2 separate regions of the Mus musculus genome follow, and region 2 is linked to region 1. Evidence: chromatin contacts called from public HiChIP or PLAC-seq data. All regions are on one chromosome and are shown on one strand. Each heading gives the region's core, a stretch centred on a gene start, on an enhancer-like site or on the middle of the called end of the contact. The rest is flanking DNA. Distances are from core to core; before and after follow the strand shown. Region 1 holds the start of Ppp2r5d (protein phosphatase 2, regulatory subunit B', delta). Region 2 has its middle 11 kb from the start of Rpl7l1.

Region 1 (5,551 bases), core at 649-3,148:
CACTCACAGCCTGACGAAGTCTAAGAACGTCCCCTCTAATTCCCAATCAGCCGCCAGACAGATGGGACAGGATCTGGTCCACAGACTAGAAACGACAGGCGCTTAAGGAGATCACCCCTTCCTCTGAACTCCACAGCCCCAGTCCCGGGCTTAGCTATCTTGAGTGCACAGTTTCTATTGCTGGATGGCGCCCATTGGCAAGCCCACTCCCCAAGGATAAGACCCAGGTAGGGCACACAACTTTGCCTGGCTCACCACCCCCTGTCCTGTGCTCTATCTAACTCTCAGACCGAGACAGTGACAGCCCAGAAGCAGAGCCTCCTGGCAAACACACAACAGCCCCGGGATAAAGAGTTTGACTGATATGGTTAGAGATGGTAGCCCAGCATCCATCAGGGGAAAAATGAATGCAATCCACCTCTGGGGTCATCAGGAGAGTGGACCACGAGACCAGGCCAGAGCCAGCCCAACACAAGGGGCCAGCCCAAAAGCTGGGGAGTCTGAAGACCAGTTCCAGCCTCCCCAGCTGAGTCTGCTTCTCAGAAGAACCACAGATCAAGCAAGAGCAGCAAACAAAGGGAAAGGCAGGGACAGGTCAGGGTGGTTTGGAGGCAAAAGATGGCAAAAGACGGTAACATCAAGAAATGGCCTGTGGGGTTGGGAGTGTAGCCCAATGGTACTGCACATGCTTAGCATGTGCAAGACCCTGGGTCTGATCTCTGCCACTGCAAATAATAAAGAAACCGAGTGTACTGGACGGCAGAATGAGAAGAAAACTAAACAGAACAGGCCAGAAGAAAGGGAGAAATCCTGTCCTGGTGCAAAAAAAGGAAATGCAAAGGTTATCCTAAGGAATACAGGGAGGAGCCTCTAACAGATTAGAAACCGAGTCCCGTCTAGGGTGAACATGGAAGCCAGCTGATGCCAGTTAGGCACTTGCACAGAAGAGCCCTCCAAGTTGGGAGACCTGATATTGCAGCTGGGCCTCCAGCAGGATGTGTGACCTTGGACAAGTCCCTTCCCCTGACCCGGCCTCAGTCTCCTCATCTGTACCACTAGCATGCTAGTCTGCATGTGCTCCAAAGCTCCCTTCCAGCACAGACGTTCTGGGGTTCCATCAACAGAAGAAGGGCTCGGTCCTGGCTTACAAGTTTGTGTGTAAAGGAAGACTCGAGGGAGGGGCCTAGGCCAGATTTGGGCGGAGGAGAGAGAAAGCAGAGCGGTTCTAGGTCAGGGGCTTGTCGTGGGGGGGCGGGGGGGGGGAAGGAGGGACTGTACAGAACTGTGGAGAGGCCGTCTTTTAAGCTGGTGAGGAGAAGAGGGAAGGGGCTGCTCAGGGCGGGGGTGGGGGAAGTACTGGAGGGAAATGCGGTCTTAAATGAGCACTGTCCCAAACCGTGGGGGATCGGGGACAGATAAAGGCGGGGAGAAAAAGCAAGGGAGTGAGCCGGGAGTGGAGCAGATCTGGAGGGGGCCGGGGATAGGAGCAAAGAGGAAGGGAAGAGGGATAGGTGGGGGGAAATCTGTCCGGGCAAAGACGGAGAGCTGTCCCAGCTGCTGCACGGACTGGGGGTGCTGGCAGTCGCGCGGCCCTGGGGCTGGCCGCGGGAGTGCTGCGGGGGGCCGGACCAGAGGGTCAGTCTGAGGCTGTCCCGGGCCTGCCTCGGGCCCCTCCCAGAGCTGCGCGCAGGCCCGGCGGCGGAGGCGCAAGGGGAAAGGCCACGCTCACCTTATCCTTCTTCAGTTTATAGGACATCTCGGCCGGTCCACACCCGGCCCGGCTCCTGCGGCCCCGCTCCGGCTCTGCTCGGCCACACTCGGCCCGCTCGGCGTCTCTTCGCCACCGCCTGCGCGCTGCGCCCGGGCCGAGCCGTGGCTGCGCTTCCAATTGGCCCGAACTCTTACAAACCTGCCTGAGAACCAGGAGCCGCCTCCTCGGATTGGTCATTGGAGCCAAGCAGCTTCCCTTTTTTCTCATTGGAAAGAAAGAGTACAAACCGCCAGGGTTCGGCTCCCAGAATTGGCTGGAGTGGAAGGTCCCGCCCTGAAAAGGGTCGGGCTTCGTGGAGGAGGCGGAGCCATGGGGAAACCCGAGCTTGGCTAGCAGATCTGTTCTCCGGCGTCGCCTTGTGCGTCGTCCTCTGCTATTCTTCAGTCCTTTGAGCTCTGCTCCTTCCCTCCAGAAGTGGCTCTCATGTTCTCCCCTGCTCTTCTACCTGCCCTGCTTCGTACGGACTGGAGGAAAAAGGCCCTAACACGAAAAGGGCACCTTTCTTCACAGGAATTTAAAGTAGCTCAAATTGCACACGTGAAATGATAGAGAAGACTCCCAAGGGTACTCCCGGGCATTCATCAAGTCTGTCCTAGATCACAGTTGCAGAGGAGCAGAGGGGAAAGCCTATCAGCGGTGGAACCGGGCTGAAATAAAATAAGAAACCCTGGTTTGCTGCAGCTTCAAGACGTGGGTCCCTGTAGCTGCTGGAAGGGTGCTGGAATCGGTAAAACAGCTGCGTTTGGAGCCACTGAGAATGAAGTGAAAAAGCAGCCTCATCGTTCCCTACCTGAGCCCTGAGCCGCCGCCGCACCCAAGCTAGTGTTCAAGTGGGTAAGACTGGGTTCTTGCCCTCAGGTAGTTCCCACTCTAATGAGGTTCACAGACTCGTATTAAGAGACGATTAAAATACAATCACATAAATTACACAAACCTCAGAATGACATGGAGGAATATATTTTAGTTATCCTAGTAGCCAATAGATTACATTAAAGAACTGGAGGAGGTCCATCAAAAATAAATCTGCGAGCTGGGTGTGATGGGTTTGCCCCTGTAACCCCACCTCTTGGAAGATAGAGGCAGGATGATCAGGCGTTACAGACCAGCCTTAACTATAGCCAGTTGCAGACCAGTTTGGACTACAATAAGAACCTCTTAAAAGAAAGAAAAAAAAAAGACAAAAAAAAAAAAAAAAAAAAACCTACCCGCCACCACAAACAACAACAACAAAGAAACAACTCTCAGAACTAAAAAGTTACAAATAAGCCTGTGGCCGTTTGTTCCCCAGGAAAGAGGTCTTGGATTCCCCCAGGAGCATGATAACCAAACAATAGTCAATCATCCTTACACAAAGAGCAGTAGCCCCAATATTGGGAAAGATGGGGGCTGGGAAGATGGTGCTCTTCCAAAAGACCTGAATTCAGTTCCCAGCACCCACATTAGCTGCTTCACAATTGCCTGTAACTCCAGCCCCAAGGGACCTGATAGACACATGCATACATACATACATACATACATACATACACACACACAATTTTAAAACTTCAAGAACAGAATGGAAAAAAAGACAAGGCTCAGTGGTTAAGAGTACTTGCTGCTCTTCCAGAGGACCTAAACTAGGCTCCCAGCCCCCACAACAGCTGGCTCACAACCACCTGTAACCCCAGCTCCAGGAACCTGACGCCCTGCCCTCCTCTGGCCTCCCTGGGCACCTGCATAGGTGGCATACACACGCACAGACACACACATGCACGTGAATGACTTTAAAAACCGGAATGAAGAAAAGCGGATGAGCTCCGGAGACGTGTACAGTCAACGGGATTCGGTGAGTCACTGGATTCGGGGAGACAGTATCAGGGAAAGGATGCATTGAGGGTGACTCCTAAGTGATGAAAGATGGTTAGAGGGAACTGGTGTCACAATGGCCAGAGGCAGGTAGAGTCTGCTAAACACTGAATAGAACACTTTGATTTTGCAACTAGGAGGTGTCGGGTGATCTCTGCCAGGGAAGCTTAAGCCAAGTAGGAGCTTGGAGTGCCTTCAAGAGTGAGCACAGGGTAAGGCCAGCACGGAGAGGAGCCTGGCTCTCATACAGAATTGCATTTTGCTCGGTGACTAACACTGAGTTGAGGGGAGCACACAGTGAGGCTGCATTTCTACTATTGTTTGCATGGGGAAGAAAGGTGTTTGTTCGCTGGTGGATATTCCTATCTGTACAAGTGTAACTGAGGCAGTTGTCCTCTGATGGAGCTGATCAACAGATGTCCTTGCCCATACCCAAAACCTCAAGATGCACTGTAGTCCTGGGGCATAAACTTGCCACTGACTGTGTAGCCTCTTTAGACCTGCAGACCTTGGTTCCTCTAGGAAGCAGGGGACAGAGACACATAAAGTTCGGCTGCAAGTGGGATTTTTTTTTCTTCTCTGTGGGAATCCAAGTCCCCAGGGCCTTCTTTTTTGTTGTTCTTGCCACAGGGTCTTGCTATGTACCTCAGGCTGTCACTGAACCTGAAATCACCTCTCCTCAACCTCTAAAGTGCTAGGATTACAGTACCACAGTGGGCAGTCTGGTTTGCATGCAGTTTTACAATGTAAAAGGAGGGACTGGGATTGGAGCTCAGTGCTTGCCAGGCATGTGTGAGGCCCTAGGTTAAACCCCCAGTAAATGTGTGTCTGAATGCACCAATGTAGCCAGGCATGATGGTGCACATCTCTGATTCTCAAACTCAAGAGGCTGAGGTGGGATTGCCATGAGTTCAAAGCCATCCAAGGGTATACGGAAAAACCCTGTCTCAAAAAAACAAACAAACAAACAAACAAAAACAAACAAACAAACAAAAAAAAAACAAATCAAAGCCAGGTGTGGTGGCACACGCCTTTAACCCCAGCACTCGGGAGGCAGAGACAGGTGGATTTCTGAGTTCGAGGTCAGCCTGGTCTACAAAGTGAGTTCCAGGACAGCCAGGGCTATACAGAGAAACCCTGTCTCGAAAAAAACCAACAAAACAAAACAAAAAAACCCACCACCAACAACAAAACAAAAACAAAAACAGAACAAATCAAACCCAGTACTTGAAGAGTTGGAAGCAGAAGGATCAGGCTCCACAGTGAGTTCAAGAGCAACCCTCAAGAAACCGAGAAGAAAGTGCAGTCTGTGAAAATACCATGGCCATCCTCAGCAGCAGCACTTGCTGCAGGAGCACAAGAGCCTGAGCTGCATCCTCGAAGCTACCTCCAGCATCCTCGAGAAGGACCTGGGCGTGGCCAAGCGTCCACAATCCCTGCACTGACAAGGACAGGCACAAAAGAACTCCTCTGCTTTGCTGGTCAGCCAGTCTAGCCAAATGAGTTAACTCTAGGTTATAGTTGACATGTTAGAATAGCGGCTCGTGTCTGAACACAGCACACTAGGCCAAAAGAGTTCCAAGTGTAAAAGGATTATTGGGGGCTGGAGAAATGACTAAGTAGTTAAGAGCACTGACTACTCCTCCAAAGGTCCTGAGTTCAAATCCCAGCAACCACATAGTGGTTCACAACCATCTGTAATGAGATCTGGCGCTCTCTTCTGGAGTGTTTGAAGACAGCTACAGTGTATTTACATATAATAAATAAATAAATCTTTTTTAAAAAAAGGTTTATTGGGAGAGAGGGGCAAGGAGGGGAGGAAGAGAGGGAGGGAGGGGCATTCTGCTTATATATATGGATAATGACATAACATAGGTAAAGGTGGGAGGTGAGCCAAATGGATTCTGGGAATATGGTGGCCGTTGTCTTAGCAAC
Region 2 (4,941 bases), core at 1,118-3,617, 88 kb after region 1:
CTTCCACGCCCACTCAGGGCAATGCAGATATTGCCTGCTCAGCAGGTCCTGGTTGTTTGGAAGGTTTTGTCTGTGTTTTGAGAGTGCGGGTGACTCTGCTGGGTTTGTAAGTCTTGGGGTGAACATGGGGACCAGGATGGGAATGGGTCAGGCTCAGTGGAATGTAGGAATGATGGCGGCCATGATTTTGTTTCTGACTGGTCTTTGAGCATGTGAGCTTTTTGTGTTCATTGGTTTTGTTTCTGCTCTCCCTTTTGCTGCCAGCTGCTGGCCACCATCACAAATGCCTGCTTTGATGGCCAGGGCTCAGAATTTAATCTCTGGGCTTTTTGGTCATTGAATGCAGTTTAAGCAGGGATTCAAATACCTTTTGAAAGTGGATCGTATGAGAGTTGTTTTAGGGTGTTCTGCTTTACCGGGAAGCTGGCTTTGGAGTTGGGTTATAGATCTTTATCCTCTAGAGCCAAGCGTGTTTGTGTAGAGATTTCCTTCAAAAATCTCTGTCCTGTGTCAGGTGGGTCACCAGACTGTGACAAAGGAGAACAAAACAAAAGAATTCGAAGGTGCTTGCTGTGCAGCTACCGCTCTCAGTAATAACTCCTCTTGTCTCTAGTAAATGTGTAGATGGAGAATGTAAGAACTCAGCTGGGCATAGTGGCCCATGCCTTTAATCCCAGCACTCAGGGGATGGGGCGGGGGTGGGGGTGGGGGGAGAAGCAGGTAGATGTGAGTTCGAGGCCAGCCTGATCTACAGAGTGCTTTCCAGGATGGCCAGCACAATATAGTGAGACTCTGTCTCAAAACAAGCAAGCAAGCAAGCAAACAGGGGGCTGGAGAGATGGCTCAGCAGTAGAAAGCATTGACTGCACTTCCAGAGGACCCAGGTTCAAGTCCCAGCACACACAACTCTCAGTAACCCCAAGATGTGACACCCTCACACAGTCCTGTCGGCAGAACACCAATGCACATAAAAAATAAAATTTAAATTAAAAAAAAAAGGGAAAAAAAGAAAACAAAAGAACAAGCCCTAAAGCAAATTTTGCATCTCTAAGAAGTGCCCGAGGGTGTCAGAGCTGGGTTTTAAGGTGAATACAAGTTGGAAGGGCATAAAAAGGTCATCTAAGATAATGAAAATTATTTCAGACTTCTTGCTCTCCTATGCCTTTGTTATATATTAATATTCAAAGGTTCAGGAAACCTATACTCAATGGTTGCACCAGACCATTCATGATTTGGGGTGCCAAGCCTGGCCTTTAAGGCTGAGGGAAAGAACTCTGAAAACAAGAGTTCAAAATGTATAATATCTCAATTATGCAATATATAAAGATGCAATATGAATTGTATAATGGTTGTCACAGATGTAAAGGAACAGAGGCAGCTGTACTGTGAGCCAGCTTGTGAGAAAGATACCAAAAAAGGGATAAAGAGATTTAGGGAGGGGGTGATCCCAGGGCAAGATTCCATCCAGCTAAGATTCCGTCCCGGCATGGTAGGAATGGTCATTTTAGAGTGGGGCCCCACCCAGCTAGCTTATTGTCCGTGCTTACGTAGATAGATTTCTGCATCCATTTGCAATATTTAAAACAAAGTGTTTGCTGTCTCTAAGAATCCAGGGGCTGCAGTCCTGGGATGATGATTCATAGGATAATCAGGAGAGAACCTGACTGAATTGATATGGAAGTAAAAGACTGAGTTTTTGATCTGCAAGAGTTAAAATATCTAGAGAGTTTTGGAATTGTAAGAGAAAGTTGGGGGGGGGGAGGAAGAGCGCAAGTGCAAATGTGCTATCTGTAAGGCTGTCTCAAACAGAGCATGGGCCGTCAGCTTGGAACCCATGATTTGACTTCTTGTTGCTCTCAGGCCACTCTCAAACATGCCCTCTCTCAGGAATCCCTCTGCAAGCAGAGGCTGGACCTTGGCAGTGGGGTCTGGAGACTGCTCACCAACATGTTGCCAAGAGAAGAGAATTATTCCTATAACACCTAATTTCTAAAGCACCTGTGCCCTAGGATTGCTTTCTCTAGGATCAAACTAGAGAGTTCTTTACGGAGGCCGGCCGCTCTTATTAGTCCTGTAGGCGGCATGATGCATGTCTTAGTTAGGGTTTTATCACTGCGAAGAGACACCATGACCAGGATAACTCTTTAAAAGAAAACATTTAATTGGGGCTGGCTTACAGTTTCAGAGGTTTATTCTATTACCATCGTGGCAGGAAGCATGGCAGCATACAAGTCGACATGGTGCTAGAGAAGGAGCTGAGATTTCTACTTACATCTTGATCCATGGACAGCAGAGGGAGACTATGTCACTGAGCTTAGCTTGAAAGTAAGGAGACCTCAAGGTCAGGTCAGCCTCTATAATGGCACACTTCCTCCCATAAGGCCACACCCAGGACCACTCCCTATTACCAACCATTCAAACACTTGAGTCTATGGGACCATACCTATTTAAGCCACAATAGCACTCTACCTTTTATGAAGAATAGGGAATCTTCTATATCCTTTTTTTGTTTGTTTTGTTTTGTTTTTGTTTTTTTTGAGACAGGGTTTCTCTGTAGCCCTGGCTGTCCTGGAACTGCCTCCCAAGTGCTGGGATTAAAGGCGTTTGCCACCATGCCTGGCAGGAATCTTCTCTATCCTAATTAAGGACCTATGGCATCCCAGATGGGAGACAAGGGTCACTGGTAAACTTCACTATAGAATCACAGCTGCCTGTCAGGTATGATCAAAATACAGAGGGTACACACCACATTCTCTCAACCCCTAAACACATGTTAGTAGTGATCCAATGCTCTTTAAAGGCCCTTATATCTCTAGTATCACCCTTTTGACAATATTGATCTACCACCTGTCACACCATCTCGGTTCAAACCTTAACCTCAGTGAACCAGCCACTCCCTGACCACTTTGGAGGATGTTGGTTGTGTGTCTGTCCCTCTTAGGTCAACCTTGCAACCACCACTTGTGGCCTCACCCATTGTCTAATTAGACTCTCGCCTCGCTGCAAATTAATTGCTCCATGCCAAATATCACTACCACCCCTTCTCTCTCCCATCTCTCTCTCTTTGGTATTACAGACTGCTTTAACTCCTCAGGAACATGATGTTGGGCACACTGGATTCTGCAAACTGCAGTAACACCTTAACCCTTAGTATTATCACCCAACCTCAAGACCCAAACATTTGTAATGCCTCAGTTATCTTCATGACACATCCACTACTTACTCACTGGGTAGTCTGGGACATGTGCCCTGGTGCTCCTTTTCCCAAAACTAGGGGTGATCTGGTGACAAACCCTTGCCAGTTACAGGGTTTATGGAAGCATAGCATGACAAACCAGCAGCTCAGATCATATCCTACTCCAAGTCCTGGGTGTAACCCCTGGTATGGCCATGGGAGTGGCGGCACTGACTACTTCCCTAGCTATTACTGTCAGTTTTCCTCTAAGTTCATTCAGGATCTCCAGTTGGTGGCTCATCCTTACCATCAAGGGCCAAACAGACTCACTGCCAACTGTAGTGCTACAAAATTGTGAAGATTTACTGATAGGAGGGAGAGGTGGGCTTTGCTTCTTCCTTGGGAAAGAATGTTGATTCTATGTCAAACCAGTCAGGTTTAGTAAAAGATAAGATCCAACATTCAAGAGGGATCTCTAAAAAACTGTTATGAAACAGCTTGATGCCTCTGGCCAGTGGATCATCCACAGTCCAATAGGAATTGGATAGTCCCCTTCTGGACCCACTTCTCCTTCTCTTTTTTTCTTTTCTTTCTTCCTTCCTTTTTCTCTCTTTCCTTTTCCTTCTTCCTTCCTTCCTTTTTTTTTTTTTTTTTCTTTCGAGACAGGGTTTCTCTGTGTAGCCCAAGCTGGCCTCGAACTCAGAAATCTGCCTGTCTTTGCCTCCCAAGTGTTGGGATTAAAGACGTGTGCCACCACTGCCTAAATCTATCTATCTATCTATCTATCTATCTATCTATCTATCTATCTATCTATCTATCTATCTATCTATCTTCTATCTCTTTCTTTCTTTCTTTCTTCTTTCTTTCTTTCTTTCTTTCTTTCTTTCTTTCTTTCTTTCCTTCTTCCTTCCTTCCTTCCTTCCTTCCTTCCTTCCTTTCTTTCTTTCTTTCTTTCTTTCTTTCTTTCTTTCTTTCTTTCTTTCTTTCTTTCTTTCCTTCTTCCTTCCTTCCTTCCTTCCTTCCTTCCTTTCTTTCTTTCTTTCTTTCTTTCTTTCTTTCTTTCTTTTTGAGACAGGGTTTCTCCGTGTAGCCCTGGCTGTCCTGGAACTTACTTTGTAGACCAGGCTGGCCTCAAACTCAGAAATCCACCTGCCTCTGCCTCCCGAGTGCTAGGATTAAAGGAGTGCGCCACCACTGCCCAGTCCCTTCTCCTTTTCTTTTTTCTTTTTTTTTTTAAGTTGATTTATTTATTTTATGTATATGAGTACACTGTAGCTGTACAGATGGTTGTGAGCCACCATGTGGTTGCTGGGATTTGAACTCAGGTCCTTCAGAAGAGCAGTCAGTGATCTTAATTCCTGAGCCATCTCTCCAGCCCTTCTCCTTTTCTTATCCTACTAGACACATCCTGCTTTATAAGCTTGTCTAGATTTCTTCAACAAGAGATCTGAAAGATTTCCAACCAGACTTTTACAGGATTACCAGCCTTTAATTGAGGAGCCAGAGGCCTATGACACCCAATTATACCCTGATGGTGAAGATCAAGCTTGCCTCAAAGACCTCGCCACCCCCATTCAGTGGAAAGTAATGAAAACATCACAGCCGGGCGTGGTGGCACACGCCTTTAATCACAGCACTTAGGAGGCAGAGGCAGGTAGATTTCTGAGTTTGAGGCCAGCCTGGTCTACAGAGTGAGTTCCAGTACAGCCAAGGCTATATAGAGAAACCCTGTCTCGAAAAACAAAAACAAACAAACAAACAAACAA

What was found. HiChIP or PLAC-seq counts read pairs in DNA pulled down with a chosen protein or histone mark.
Region 2: a contact with region 1 is called in an H3K27ac HiChIP or PLAC-seq map of embryonic stem cells, with 6 read pairs. The contact joins the enhancer-like site here to the promoter of Ppp2r5d in region 1. A contact is called at or near these places in 3 of 39 promoter capture datasets (cranial neural crest, erythroid cells and macrophages), 7 of 484 Hi-C or Micro-C datasets (B cells, CD4 T cells, embryonic fibroblasts and 4 more), 4 of 115 datasets of contacts at active chromatin or transcription factors (the SCID.adh cell line, bone marrow-derived macrophages and embryonic stem cells) and 3 of 9 other capture datasets (adipose tissue, liver and pancreatic islet).

Annotation. Positions count from the first base shown.
Region 1 is chr17:46,703,104-46,708,654 of GRCm38.p6, forward strand. It overlaps Ppp2r5d (protein phosphatase 2, regulatory subunit B', delta), which reads right to left and starts at 1,899. Exons shown (of 15, transcript NM_009358.3): 1 at 1,730-1,899. The coding sequence starts at 1,756. It overlaps Gm52314 (a long non-coding RNA gene), which reads left to right and starts at 2,522. Exons shown (of 2, transcript XR_003952400.1): 1 at 2,522-2,605; 2 at 3,439-5,551.
Region 2 is chr17:46,790,829-46,795,769 of GRCm38.p6, forward strand. No RefSeq gene overlaps it. Among named protein-coding and RNA genes, the nearest start is that of Rpl7l1, 11 kb to the left of the region's middle. Within about 2 kb of position 2,368, at least 6 of the 459 cell types and tissues checked have an H3K27ac peak or open chromatin away from gene starts, as enhancers often do. A contact at or near this core is called in embryonic stem cells, where this site is marked.